Linked DNA regions of Mus musculus: all the other regions are linked to region 2. Evidence: chromatin contacts called from public Hi-C and HiChIP or PLAC-seq data. All regions are on one chromosome and are shown on one strand. The core of a region is the stretch at or near the end of the contact, and the rest is flanking DNA. Distances in the headings are between cores, read along the strand shown. Region 1 overlaps Ankfy1 (ankyrin repeat and FYVE domain containing 1). Region 2 holds the start of Mybbp1a (MYB binding protein (P160) 1a). Region 3 holds the start of Pitpnm3 (PITPNM family member 3).

Region 1 (3,822 bases), core at 104-2,603, 310 kb after region 2:
CTCTGGAGGAAAAGGCAAACAAGCCTCTGGGAGTGCAAGGCCAGCCTGGTCTATAGTGAAACCCTGTCCCTAAAAGCAAACAATAAAGAGGCTAGGAACATAGCACTTAAGTAGAGAGCTCTGACCCCTGTATTCTGTCCCAGGACCTCAAAGCAGGTGGCATACAGAAACAAGATGATGGGGTAGCTCAATGATAGGGCACTTGTCAGACACCTTTAATGCTCCAGGTTCAGTCCCTACTTCATGTTCTGTTATAAAAAGTGCAGACACGGGTTATAGGTATGATCTGTGGACATGTACAGCCATAACCAACTGTACTCTGTCCTTCTCGGTAACTGTCAGGGCCAGTGCACAAAATCACACAAATCTTGTTATAAAGGATGGTCCAAAAATCAACCTTTAATAAATGTCAGTTGCAACAAAGAACACTCCAATAACTAAACAACTAAACTACAAGCAGGCTTAAAGGAAAAAAAGGCTTTAGGTTTTAAATTTAAATATTTACGTAGCACATGTGCGATGTATCCACATGTTCTTCAGTGTGTTGTAGAGGTCAGAGGGCTTGTGGGGGAGTCTATTATTTCTCCACATGTGTTCTGATGATCAAACTCAGGTGTCAGGCTAGGTTAACAGATCCGCTGAGCCATCTTTCCAGCCTCAGACTTTTATCTTTGTGTATTCACAGGATCCTTTCTGAATTTCCAGTGTTAAATGATCCTGAATTACAGAGTGGGGGGAATGAAGTGTGGGGGTTTTGTTTGTTTGTTTGGTTGGTTTTTGTTTTGTTTGTTTGGTTTTTGAGACATTCTTGTGTATACCAGATTCCCAACTCTCTAAGGATAACTTTAAATTTCTGATCTTCCTCCCCACTTCTCTCAAGTGCTAAGATTGCACCCATTGTATGCTGGGGATCAAGCCAGGGCTTCATGTATATTAGACAAACACCCTACAGCCAAGCTGTATCTCTAGCTCTGTTTGTTTGCTTTCTAGAGTACAATAGAGAGACATGGTTTCATTTTCTTAAAACAGCTCAGTAAAAACAACAGCCAGCAGGTTTGATTTTCTTGAGAGCATTCTAGAGACTAACTGAAGTGGGTGTAATGGACCCAGAGGCATGTAGGCTTGGCAGACCTGTAGGGTGCTGGTGCTGCTTTCTTTGGCTGCCATTAGAAGCACTGGTTTTAATTGTGGTGATTATGTCTTCCTTCATAGGACTCAGGACGGGGAGACTGCCCTCCAGCTGGCCATCAAACATCAGCTCCCACTAGTGGTTGATGCCATATGTACTCGAGGAGCTGACATGTCTGTGCCAGATGAAAAAGGGAACCCACCACTGTGGCTTGCCTTGGCAAGTAATCTGGAGGACATTGCTTCCACTCTGGTGAGTCATGCAAAACAGAGCCTCTGCTTACAGATGAGGGTATGTTGTGTCAAATATGGATTGGTTGCCTGTGTAGCATTACAGAAGCAAAAGGTCAGCCAAGCAACAAATCCAAGTCAAGGACAAGCAGTGGAAAATTATGTTATGAAGGAAGTCCAAGATTATAGGGCTTGAGATAGATGAAGGCACTTGTTGCAAAGGATCCAGAGTTGACTTCCAGCACCCACATGGGGGTTTGCAATCATAACTCCAATTTAGGGAATATGATGCTCTCTTCTGACTTAAGCAGGCTCCAGGCGTGCATATGGGTGTGCAGACATGCATGCAGGAAAAGTGTGCATATGCATAAAAATAGAATAAGTCTAAAGAAGTTAGAGGTTCAGTGAGGCATGGATTGTAGTCACCTTAATTCCAGTACTGGGCAGGTAAGGCAGTGGCATCTCTGAGTTCAAGATCAGCCTAGTCTACAAAGCAAGTTTCAGACTAGCTAGGGCTATATAATAGGGCTCTGTATAGGGTGAGAGGGAAGGCAGTGTGAGATTCATGTTGGTGCGGCCAGCACTTTGTGTGAGCTGTCTTTAAGAGACTACAGAAAGGAGTGCTAGAGGAGGGGGATTGCCTCAGGCGTCTCCTTCCTGGTGGGGGCTTGATTTGCTGCTGTTATTATCACCATATTAATAAATCCCCAAATTTTGGGTTTGTCTGTATTGTTGACAAAACAGATCTAAAGGAGAGGTAAACCTGGGGTTTCTCATTTATCACTCTGAGGGCCTGAAGTATGACACTGAGCCATTTAGCCTGACGTGTTTATTAAAACTGTTTTGAGGGATTGCCTATTAATTTCAGGTGTGCTTTGCTGAGGGACTTTGGAGTACACAAAGTCACAGGAACTGTCCTGAGTAGAACCCACCTGTAGAGGCACTAATGTCTATTTCTGAAAAACATACCCCTAGGACCTAGTGTAAGAATTTACAAAGAGCAGATTATATTTAATTTTTATGTGGATGGTATTTTGCCTGCATGTACATCTGTGCACTATGTGCATTCCTGGTGCTCATGGAGGCCAAAATGTGGGCATCAGATCCCCTGGAATTAGAACTAACAAATTTGTGAATTACAGTGTGGGGATGGAGAATCAAACCTGGGTCATCTAGAAGATCAGCCAGTGCTCCTAATCATTAAATCATCTCTTCAGCTCTCAAAGAGGAGATTTTAATCAAGGTTTATAATACTAATGAGTGTTTATAATAATGATATCAGTTACTTGTTAACCATGTCTTATCTGAAAAGTAATTGCGCAAAGTTGAAAATAAACATTTTCCCTTTTGCTCGGCAATGCTTGTGAGAAAACTGTGTTTCTCTGCAGGTCAGACATGGTTGCGATGCTACATGCTGGGGCCCAGGACCCAGTGGGTGTCTTCAGACACTTCTGCATAGAGCCGTTGATGAAAACAATGAGTCTACTGCCTGCTTTCTTATTCGCAGGTCTGAAAAGCCAAAGTATCTCTCTTTTTACTCAGCTTACTGCAAACTACCTCTTTTTTATGTTAGGTTACCTCAGTCTTGACATGCCTGTAGCTGGCTTTGACTTTAATAATTAAGATTATCATAGGATCACTGCTTTGTCATGTCAAGTCATCAGAGAACCAAGCTAGGTAGGGAGCCAAAAATTTCACATGCCCAGATCAAAACAATCTTCTGCTTTGGAGATTGCTTTGACCTTCAGAACAGTTCCCACTGTGCCATCAGAAAGTTAGGGTAAAGGAGGCCAAATGGGCTTATCTGGGTACCACCATGACACGTGAATCATAAAAGGTTCATAACCCTCTTAGAGAGTGGGAAATGGAGAGGCAAGGTAACCTGGGAAACTTTATGAATAGTGGTTCTCAAAGTTTAAGGCTGCAACAGTTCTGATTCCCAGGCTGCCCTAAGTCCAATATAATAAGAGAGGCTATGGCAGTAGCTCCCTGTCCCCGAGGGCTTGATGCTGAGGACCAGGCTAGCAGGGTGTGACGATGAAGGCTTTGTTAGTGGTGAAGCTGTGGTTCTCTAGCACTTTCTGCTGGGCAGGGTGGAGGGTGACCTTCTGTTTCCCTACTTCAGTGGCTGTGACGTGAATAGTCCCAGACAACCAGGTACTAATGGAGAAGGAGAAGAGGAAGCAAGGGATGGACAGACTCCCCTGCATTTGGCAGCCTCATGGGGACTAGAAGAGACAGTACAGTGTCTTTTGGAGTTTGGTGCCAACGTCAATGCACAGGTATATAGTTTTACTTTTCTGGGGAGATTAATGTAGAGAAATTGTCTCTTGTGGCAAGGGACCTTATATATTTCCCAGTTCTAGACTTCTGTTTTACCACAAACTATGTTTTAGTGTGACAGATAGTAGTCATATAGCCTGTCTGGTAATTGAATTGATTTCAGATTAATTCTCTGTGCCT
Region 2 (4,045 bases), core at 303-2,802:
AACGATTTTAGCTTTTAGCCTGGTGTCCTTTCTAGCAAATCATCTCCTTTGGCCCAGGTCATCGCCTACGTTGACATTTGCCATAGGTTAGCCAAGGCCTTACTCCAGCATAATTCACTGCCTCGGTACTCACAGCCACGGGCTGTGGCTGCTCTCAGCTAACAGTTGACCTTTTAAAACTGTAAATCAGATGTAAATCCTCCCTGCACTCTCTGAAGAAATTCTGAACCCTTGAGCCTGGCCCTGGGTTCTATATAACCTTGCTCCTGGCACCTGAGTCCTCCTCCTCACCTTACTGACCTCATTCCCGTAAGAGATGAGTGGCCTCTGTAGAAGAAATGTCCTTGGCCTGCTCTTAGATTTTTGCCCTGGGGACAATAGAGCCCATCTTGTCCCTCAGCTGTCAGCTCACATGTCAGTCTTGTCATGGTCTCTTAAATAGAATCTTAGAATCTATAGAATTTTCCCTTTAATTTTTTTTTTGGTTTTGTTTTTGTGTGTGTGTGTGGTTTTGGGTTTTTTGGTTTTTTTTGTTTTGTTTTGTTTTGGTTTGGTTTGGTTTTTCGAGACAGGGTTTCTCTGTGTAGCCCTGGCTGCCCTGGAACTCACTTTGTAGACCAGGCTGGCCTTGAACTCAGAAATCCACCTGCCTCTGCCTCCCAAGTGCTGGGATCAAAGGTGTGCACCACCATGCCCGGCTTCCCTTTAATTTTTTTTTTTTAAGAAAATGTTGTTTATTTTATTTTATTTTTTTTTTTGTTTTTTGTTTTTTTTTTTTTTTTGGTTTTTCGAGACAGGGTTTCTCTGTATAGTCTTGGCTGTCCTGGAACTCACTTTGTAGACCAGGCTGGCCTCAAACTCAGAAATCCGCCTGTCTCTGCCTCCCAAGTGCTGGGATTAAAGGCGTGTGCCACCACCTCCCGGCTGTTTATTTTTATGAATACACTGTATCTGTCTTCAGACACACCAGAAGAGTGGATTGGATCCCATTACAGATGGTTGTGAGCCACCATGTGGTTGCTGGGAACTGAACTCAGGACCTCTGGAAGAGTAGTCAGAGCTCTTAACCGATGAGCCATCTCTCCAGCCCCTCCCTTTAATTTTTAACAGGCGATGTTTTCACGTTTTTTAACATTTAAAAGGCTCCCTCTGCTCCCTACATTCCTTATTTTCCTCATAACTATCATTTAAAATGTATTTGTCTACTCGTTCATCAACCATCTCTTCCCACTAGAAAGGAAGTCCACAGAAGCCGCGGCTTTGTTCGGATGCACACAATAAAAGCGGAATAATAGCGGATGTCTCGGACTAGATCGCGAGCAGACCCGGGTCTGGGAAGAGATCATACTACGGCTTTTTCGTGGATTTGTTTGCACCTCCGGTCGTCAGGAACTCCTCCAGGTTAAAGGAAGAGATCGAAGCATCAGTTTCTGAGCACACGCGCGTGTGAGAACACTCTGCTCCACCCACAGCCACAAGGGAAAGGCAAGGCCGTACGGAAGCCACTTCCAACCTGCTAGGCCCCGCCCTCACTCGGACGTCCCAGTGCGCAGGCGCCGAGACCTGACCTGGAAGTGACTGTCTTCTGAGCCCACGTGTTTGGCTCAGCATGGCGGAGATGAAGAGCCCCACGAAAGCTGAGCCTGCGACTCCCGCAGAAGCGGCGCAAAGCGACCGCCACAGCCTGCTGGAGCACAGCCGCGAGTTCTTGGACTTCTTCTGGGACATTGCGAAACCGGATCAGGAAACGCGGCTCCGGGCCACGGAGAAGTTGTTGGAGTACTTGCGCACAAGGCCCAATGTATGATGGAGGGGCCCAGGCCCATCGTGGCTCTGGATGCAAGGGGGAGGGGTGGGCCCTTCAGATCACTGTTGAACACGAGGGATGTTCTTGGTTCCGTAGGATTCGGAGATGAAATATGCCCTGAAGCGCCTAATCACTGGGCTTGGGGTGGGCCGAGAAGCCGCTAGGCCCTGCTACAGCCTGGCGCTGGCACAGGTGAGACTGTGTGTCTGGCAAGGGCACGATCTCGCTGGGCAAAGGTGGCGTCTAAGGGTAGGGGGCACCGAAGCTGCGGGGTAAGAAGAAATCCGAGATGCTTCAGAGGGGATACAGGCATCCTTACTTGGGTGGGAGGAAGTGCCAAAACATGGCCTATGTACAGCAAAGTCCAGGCAGGTGGAAGAGTTGAACACGTTTTCTTTCTGATACACGTTTATCAGCTACAGAGTATTAGCTACAGTTACTGGAAGTAGTGAACTTTGAGGTTGATTTCTGCAAGGTTGGGGAGCCGCCTCCAGGTTAGGAAGGCAACTGATGACAGACCACGTAGAAATTTGTACAGCAAAAAGCAATGAAGACTAACCAGCCTCAAGGCAACTCAGAACAGGATCTTTGGATGGGATGGGTTTTCCCAAGAGGTACAGAAGCAGCCTAGGCCTTCTGAAGCCTTGATGGAGGTGGGGCTTAGCCATGTAAGATGTGGTCCCTTGAAAGCAGTAGCGCTTGTGAGGGATGGGAGGAGCACGGAGATTATATTGGGGAAAGCTGAAGGAGGGAAATGGACTTGGTCTGGTTTGTTGTCCCTGGGCCACTCCTGAGCTCTTTCTGGTCTTGCCTGGTAGCTGTTGCAGTCTTTTGAAGACATCCCATTGTGTGACATCCTGGATCAGATACAAGAAAAATACAGCCTACAAGCCATGAACAAGGTGCGTGAGATTCCCAGACAGACAACCTGCTCCTGAACAGCTATGGGGAGGGACCCTCTTCACCTGTGTTTTCAATCTTTTTCTAGGCAATGATGAGACCTAGTCTCTTTGCAAACCTTTTTGGAGTGCTAGCCCTCTTTCAGTCAGGCCGCCTAGTGAAGGTAAGAGCTTTTGGCACGGGGCGCAGGGACTGGTTTAGGGCTGGAGGGGAACAGATGGTAACAGACCCTGCTCTTCACCTTTTGCTCTCTGTGGATACCAGGACAAAGAGGCCCTGATGAAGTCCGTGCAATTGCTGAAGATCCTGTCCCAACACCCCAACCACTTACAGGGACAGCCAATAAAGGCTCTGGTGGACATCCTCTCTGAGGTAGAGAATCACAAGTCATGCCGTCTGATTTGGGAAACGTTGAAAAGATTTGGGTAGGAACATGATGAGGACAGATGGTTTGACCATGCAACTGGTATGAGGAGGTTGTTTGTTTGTTTGTTATTCCTCTCTCACCAACTATCTTAAATCTGCCTTGTCTTTCAGGGTCTCAGCACATGTCCACTCAGTTAGGCAGTTCAGATACTCCATAACCCTCTCTGGTGGCCTTTGTGTGGCTAGTGTGGGTCTGGAACAGTGCTTGTCAATGCCTGAGTATGTAGAAGGCAATCTGAGTACATTTGCCATAGTTGGTTTGGTCAAGCCTGGGTCTGTTTGTATCTAGAGTCATTTGCCACTGTCTTGTCCCTGATTTGTCCTTTTGGCACAAATGGAGACAGACCAGAATTTAAGTTGCAGCTCCCCACATAGGGCTCTGTGTATATGACACCGGCTAGCCCTCTTACAAAACAAAAAGAGGTATAGTTTTGAATATAGACCCCAGGCCAGTTAGTCATCAATACAGTGCTGGGGTCTGCTGCTTGGCAAGTTGACTGACTAGTGGTGTATCCGAAGCCCATGGGTAGAACAAGACCCACCCTTTCCACCTGTGCCCCCACTCCAGGTCCCAGAGTCCATGTTCCAGGAGATCCTGCCAAAGGTCCTCAAGGGTAACATGAAAGTGATCCTCCGCTCTCCCAAGTACTTGGAGCTCTTCCTCCTGGCTAAGCAGAGGGTGCCGACAAAGCTCGAGTCACTCATGGGCTCGGTTGACCTGTTCTCAGAAGACAATATTCCCAGGTTTGAGGAGATTGTGAGTGGGTTCTCACGGGGGTGTCCTGCACTGTAGTCCTCCGGGTAACGTTTACTGAATCTCCTCTGCCTTCTAGTCTGGTGAACATCCTGAAGGTGGCCGCCAACTCTGTCAAGAAGGAGCACAAGCTGCCTAATGTGGCTCTGGACCTGCTC
Region 3 (4,380 bases), core at 448-2,947, 310 kb before region 2:
AGGGGAGTACCTTCCTACTTCTCAGAATCATGGGGCAGTAAAGGGCTTAAGTATGTTACCTGGTACACAGGTCAAGAAGAGATTTCTCTAACTACTCTTGCTACTGTGGTGCCCTGGCAAGAGACCTGGATCCGGACGTCCAGACCTGTGCTCACACATGAGCACATGTAGAATGGGTAGCAGAGACGCATGCTCTTCCTTTATGAAGAGCAGGGGTGGGGAGGGACCAAGGCAGGAGAAAGAAGGGAGCAGAGAGCCTTTTCCAGCCTCCTGGTGTCATCTCACTGTGCCTCCCTCGGGAGGGGAGGGGAGGGAAGTGGGAAAGGGGGTGTTTAGATGCATTTGCTTATGCTGTCTCACACAAACAGCCTCTCCCTCACAGGATTCCTCTGCCACACCTGAGTCACAAGGCCAGTCCATGCCAAGGATTGGGACCTGTCCCAGGGTCGCAGGCAGTTCAATGGCACTCACATCTAGAGTGCGGGCAGGTGGTCATGTTCATTCCATCTTTGCCATGCCTATGGGTGGAGAAGTGGGGTTCACACCAGGCCCCACGGGGATGGCATGGCACCTGCCAACGTCACAGGCTGGGAGTGAGTTCATGGCAGATTCTCACACGCCAGAGCTCCCAAGCTCAGGACTGTTGAGACCAGCCTCATCCATTTGTGGCCAGCCCTATGAACACTGGCTTTCCTCAACTTGGCCTTTTAGGGCACTGTAGGGGTCCAGGGCACAGAGTGGGGAGTCCGGGGCTAAACCTGGTCCCCTCCAGGTCCTAACCAACTCACAGGGCCTGACATCAGAGCAGATGCTGGTGAATGAACGCCTGACTGGATGAATGAAGGGACGACTAACACCTACTCCCTGGGATCCTTGGGCTACAGCTCTGAGCTTGCAGGAGAGCCGAGCCCATGGGACCCCAACAGAGGCCCCGCCTGCCTAGCCCGGCACCTGAGGCTCTGCCTCTGGGTCAGGTGGGAGGCGGGGAGGCTCCCCAGCCATAGTGTACCCCTCCAGCGACGGGACCAGTAATCTGGGTCTCTTAACCCAGCTGGTGGCAGGGGCGGGGGACTGTCGCATCCAAGATAGAGAGTGACAGGACAAGGGGGCGCGTCCTGGTTTGTTGGGGCGTGGGATGGATCAGCGACCGCGGGACATCCCCTTTGGGTTCCGGTGCCGGGGTCTACTCCCCCGGTCTCCCGGAGGGCAGCGACAGCTCCGAACTGCCGACTGGACTGAGGAGCCGTGGACCTGACCCAGTGCAGCGGGGCAAGCGGGATGCGGTGTCCCACGAGGTGACTGGGGGCGCGGGAAGGACGCAGGGCGCGCGGAGCCCCTTATGCACGCCCCGGGGTCCGGGCGGGTCGCCGCGGTCACTGTGCCTCCGCCCACCTGGTTGGGGGGCTCACCTGGGCCGAGCGATCCCTCCCGCCACCCGCCGAGCGCCCCGCGCCGCGCTCACCTGCGCTGCCCGCCTTGGCCATGTCCCGGGCGGCGGGCTCCGCTGTGCTGCCGGCGCTGCTCGCTCCCGGCCGGGCCCCGGCGCCTTCGGCCGGAGCGGACTCTCCGGGCGCCGCGCCCCGCGCCCCCGCCCCGCTCGCTCGGCCGCCTCCACCGCAACCGCCGCCGCCTCGCCGCTCCCTCCCGCTCCCTTAAAGGAGCCGAGCGGCGACCGCGCCGCCCCCCCTCCGCGCCGCCGGGGAGGGACTGACGACGGAAGGCGCCCGACACCGCCCCCGCGGGCCCGCACCCCCGCCCGGAGCCGCGCGGCCACCGCAGCGCGCGGGAGGCGCAGCCCACTGATTGCGGCCACTGAGACCCCGACCCTCGCTGAAAGACAGACGTAGACAGACTCCGGATTACAGCTCGGAGACGCTGCGGGCCAGGCAGGGATGAAGACATGGACTGCGAGCCTGGGGCGCAGTGACCCTGAGACAAGGCACCAGAAAGAGGCGCTCCTAGGGCAGAAACACCCTTGGGAGAGAGAGAAATTCAAGGAAATCGGAGCTGGCTAGAGTCTGTGAGGACAGGGAGAGCAAGGAAGACCAGGACCCAGGAGACTGAGAAACCTAGAACGAAGTCTCGCAGAGATGAGAGGGGACTTCTCCATCAGCTCCCAACTCCAGGGATGCTGGATGCCTGCATCTGCTCTAGTCTCAAGAGAGGAAAGCTTTTGTCCTTTAGCACTAAAGGATCCGTTAAACCTGCAAACCCCACCTGCCAGTAAACGCTAAGCAGAGTTTGTGGGGAGCCTGGCAGAAAGCAGTGTGTCCCCCTAACACTTTCTCACAGAAGTGCTGACATTCTAATTAGCGGGCCTCCTGAGACATTTAAATTGTGGTTTCTGCCCACTGCAGTCAGGGGATCCACAGGAGATGGTCAGTCGTTTTAGATGGGGCCTAGAAGGTAGGGTCCTGGAGAGAGCAGTCGGCTCCCTAGCTCAGTTCCAGGCGAGGCCACTTCCTCCCTGCTGACGGTTAGGGTGAGGGCTAGGCTCCTTAGAGGACTGTTGGGCCTTCCCTGAAGCCTGTTTTTCTCCCACAGTCTGCAGCCAAGCACCCACACTGGGCACTAGACAGTTCCACCCCTAGGCCAGCCAGGACTTAAGTGCCCCATCCACTGCCCCATAGAAACAAAGCACACAAGGGGCCTCTACGGGACACACCCATTTCTGGGCTTTGACTCCTTCAGCCTATCCAGGTTAATCAGCCTTACACTCCCTCTTTAGTCTATCAAAGGCTCAGCCTCAGGCAAGAGTCTTCCCGAAACTTTTGCACAGAGCTAGCAGCAACAAAGTTCTTCACCTCAGCGAAAGGAAGTCTGTATCGCCTACTCATGGACCTCTCCCTGCTTTCTGATGCCTCATCTACCAAACCAGGCTTTCCTAGGGTCCTCTGTGCAGACCGAACAACGTGCCTTCACTCACGACAGCTAGCTAGCATGCTTTGACAAAGATTCTCCATCTTAGTTTTAGCTATGACTGTCTCACCTCTCAAAAAACCCTTTAGTCCCAAGGACTCCAGAGTGGGACAGCAACACATCTTGTAGACATGGAAGTTCAGAAGCCCCAAAGTCCTGGATCCAAAGCTGTTCACCATCTCAGGCCACTGGCTACTAGCAGGGAGGGCACGGATACCACCTTTCTACCTCTAACTCTGGAGTGCTCCCCCATATTGGAACTGCAGTCTGTGTGGCTTTCTGTGTGAACTTTTGTTAAGTCTGGATGTACCCTCTGGGGTGTACTGTGTCACCCCACTTTATGCAGAGGAAACAGGCTAAGACAATTCACTGTCCTACAGAATTCCATTTCAGGCCTGAGCTCTGTCCCTCTGGGTCTCCTCCTTCTTACACTTCCCTGAGGCTCTGGGAATTTCAGAAGCTTAGCAGTTTGTATAATGTCTCCATTTGGCCACCTGGTCTGTGGGTCCATAAGTAGTGACAGTGGACACCACTGACTACAGAAGACATAATGAACCTGTCACAGAAGGGACACAGTTAGGCCTAAGTACCTCCCCAGGTTGTGGCTCTCAGCAGGAACAGTGACCACAGGTTGACAGCAGTCCTGTTTCCTGGCATAGCTGTGTGTGTGTGTATGTGTGTGTGTATATATGTGTGTGTATGTGTGTGTGTGTGTGTGTGTGTATGTGTGTGTGCATGTATGTACATGAGTAGATGTGTATATGAATATCTGTGTGCATATTCACATGGACACAGACCCAGGAAAACATATCTGCTTACTAGTGATAGGAGCCCCTAAGACTTTCCTCTCTGAGTTTGTCCATCCCAAATCCTAGACTACTGGCCTTGGGAAGGGGTGGGTGGACCATACAGGTGAGGTGCCAAGCAGATAGGTACTTGCAAAGCATCTCACATTCTATAAGCAAGCTACCTGGCTCCCCCTCTATGCCTTCCCTGCAACCCCTCCCAGTGTGAGGCTCCCCTGAGAGGTGGGCATGGAGCCCAGTAGGGCTTGCACAGCCTGGCCTCTCAGGCAGCTTCTTTGCACAGACCTGGAGTGACTGTCAAGGCAGCTCTGGCCTGCCTTCAGACAGAGCAGACACATCGGGACTCAAGGCTGTTAGATTAGCTGGTGGGAGTTAACTTCCTGTATCAGAAGAATTGTCCTTAATTGAAGAAAAGAATAACTAGCAATTTGCAGCAGCTGACCTCACTGCCTGGTGGAGGGAGGAGTTGGAGCCTGTGGTGTCTCCTAGGCCTCCAGCTCCTAATGAGACTGTGACTGTCTCTGGGCTTCCTTCTCTGGGTTCACAGTGCTTCTGCCATGATAGTGGCCAACCACTTTGCAGCCAGCCCAGGCAAATATTAAAACCTGGATAACTGGAGAGAAGGAACAGGGGCCAGACTAGGCTTAGGCGCAGA

What was found. A called contact is a pair of places that touch in the nucleus more often than the background predicts. HiChIP or PLAC-seq counts read pairs in DNA pulled down with a chosen protein or histone mark.
Region 1: an H3K4me3 HiChIP or PLAC-seq map of bone marrow-derived macrophages shows a contact between it and region 2, with 4 times the contacts expected there. The contact joins the enhancer-like site here to the promoter of Mybbp1a in region 2. A contact is called at or near these places in 1 of 39 promoter capture datasets (hippocampal neurons), 4 of 115 datasets of contacts at active chromatin or transcription factors (acute myeloid leukemia, bone marrow-derived macrophages and extraembryonic endoderm stem cells) and 3 of 9 other capture datasets (adipose tissue, liver and pancreatic islet).
Region 3: a Hi-C map of embryonic stem cells shows a contact between it and region 2, with 2.1 times the contacts expected there. The contact joins the promoter of Pitpnm3 here to the promoter of Mybbp1a in region 2. A contact is called at or near these places in 2 of 484 Hi-C or Micro-C datasets (both in embryonic stem cells), 1 of 115 datasets of contacts at active chromatin or transcription factors (embryonic stem cells) and 1 of 9 other capture datasets (adipose tissue).

What each region holds. Positions count from the first base shown.
Region 1 is chr11:72,750,853-72,754,674 of GRCm38.p6, forward strand. It overlaps Ankfy1 (ankyrin repeat and FYVE domain containing 1), which reads left to right. Exons shown (of 25, transcript NM_009671.5): 15 at 1,213-1,381; 16 at 2,748-2,866; 17 at 3,485-3,641. Among named protein-coding and RNA genes, the nearest start is that of Gm46287, 12 kb to the right of the region's middle. Within about 2 kb of position 1,354, at least 46 of the 459 cell types and tissues checked have an H3K27ac peak or open chromatin away from gene starts, as enhancers often do. A contact at or near this core is called in bone marrow-derived macrophages, where this site is marked.
Region 2 is chr11:72,439,775-72,443,819 of GRCm38.p6, forward strand. It overlaps Mybbp1a (MYB binding protein (P160) 1a), which reads left to right and starts at 1,553. Exons shown (of 26, transcript NM_016776.3): 1 at 1,553-1,801; 2 at 1,904-1,999; 3 at 2,626-2,709; 4 at 2,796-2,870; 5 at 2,972-3,079; 6 at 3,702-3,877; 7 at 3,967-4,045. The coding sequence starts at 1,610.
Region 3 is chr11:72,134,192-72,138,571 of GRCm38.p6, forward strand. Pitpnm3 (PITPNM family member 3) reads right to left here and starts at 1,698. Exons shown (of 20, transcript NM_001024927.2): 1 at 1,463-1,698. The coding sequence starts at 1,484.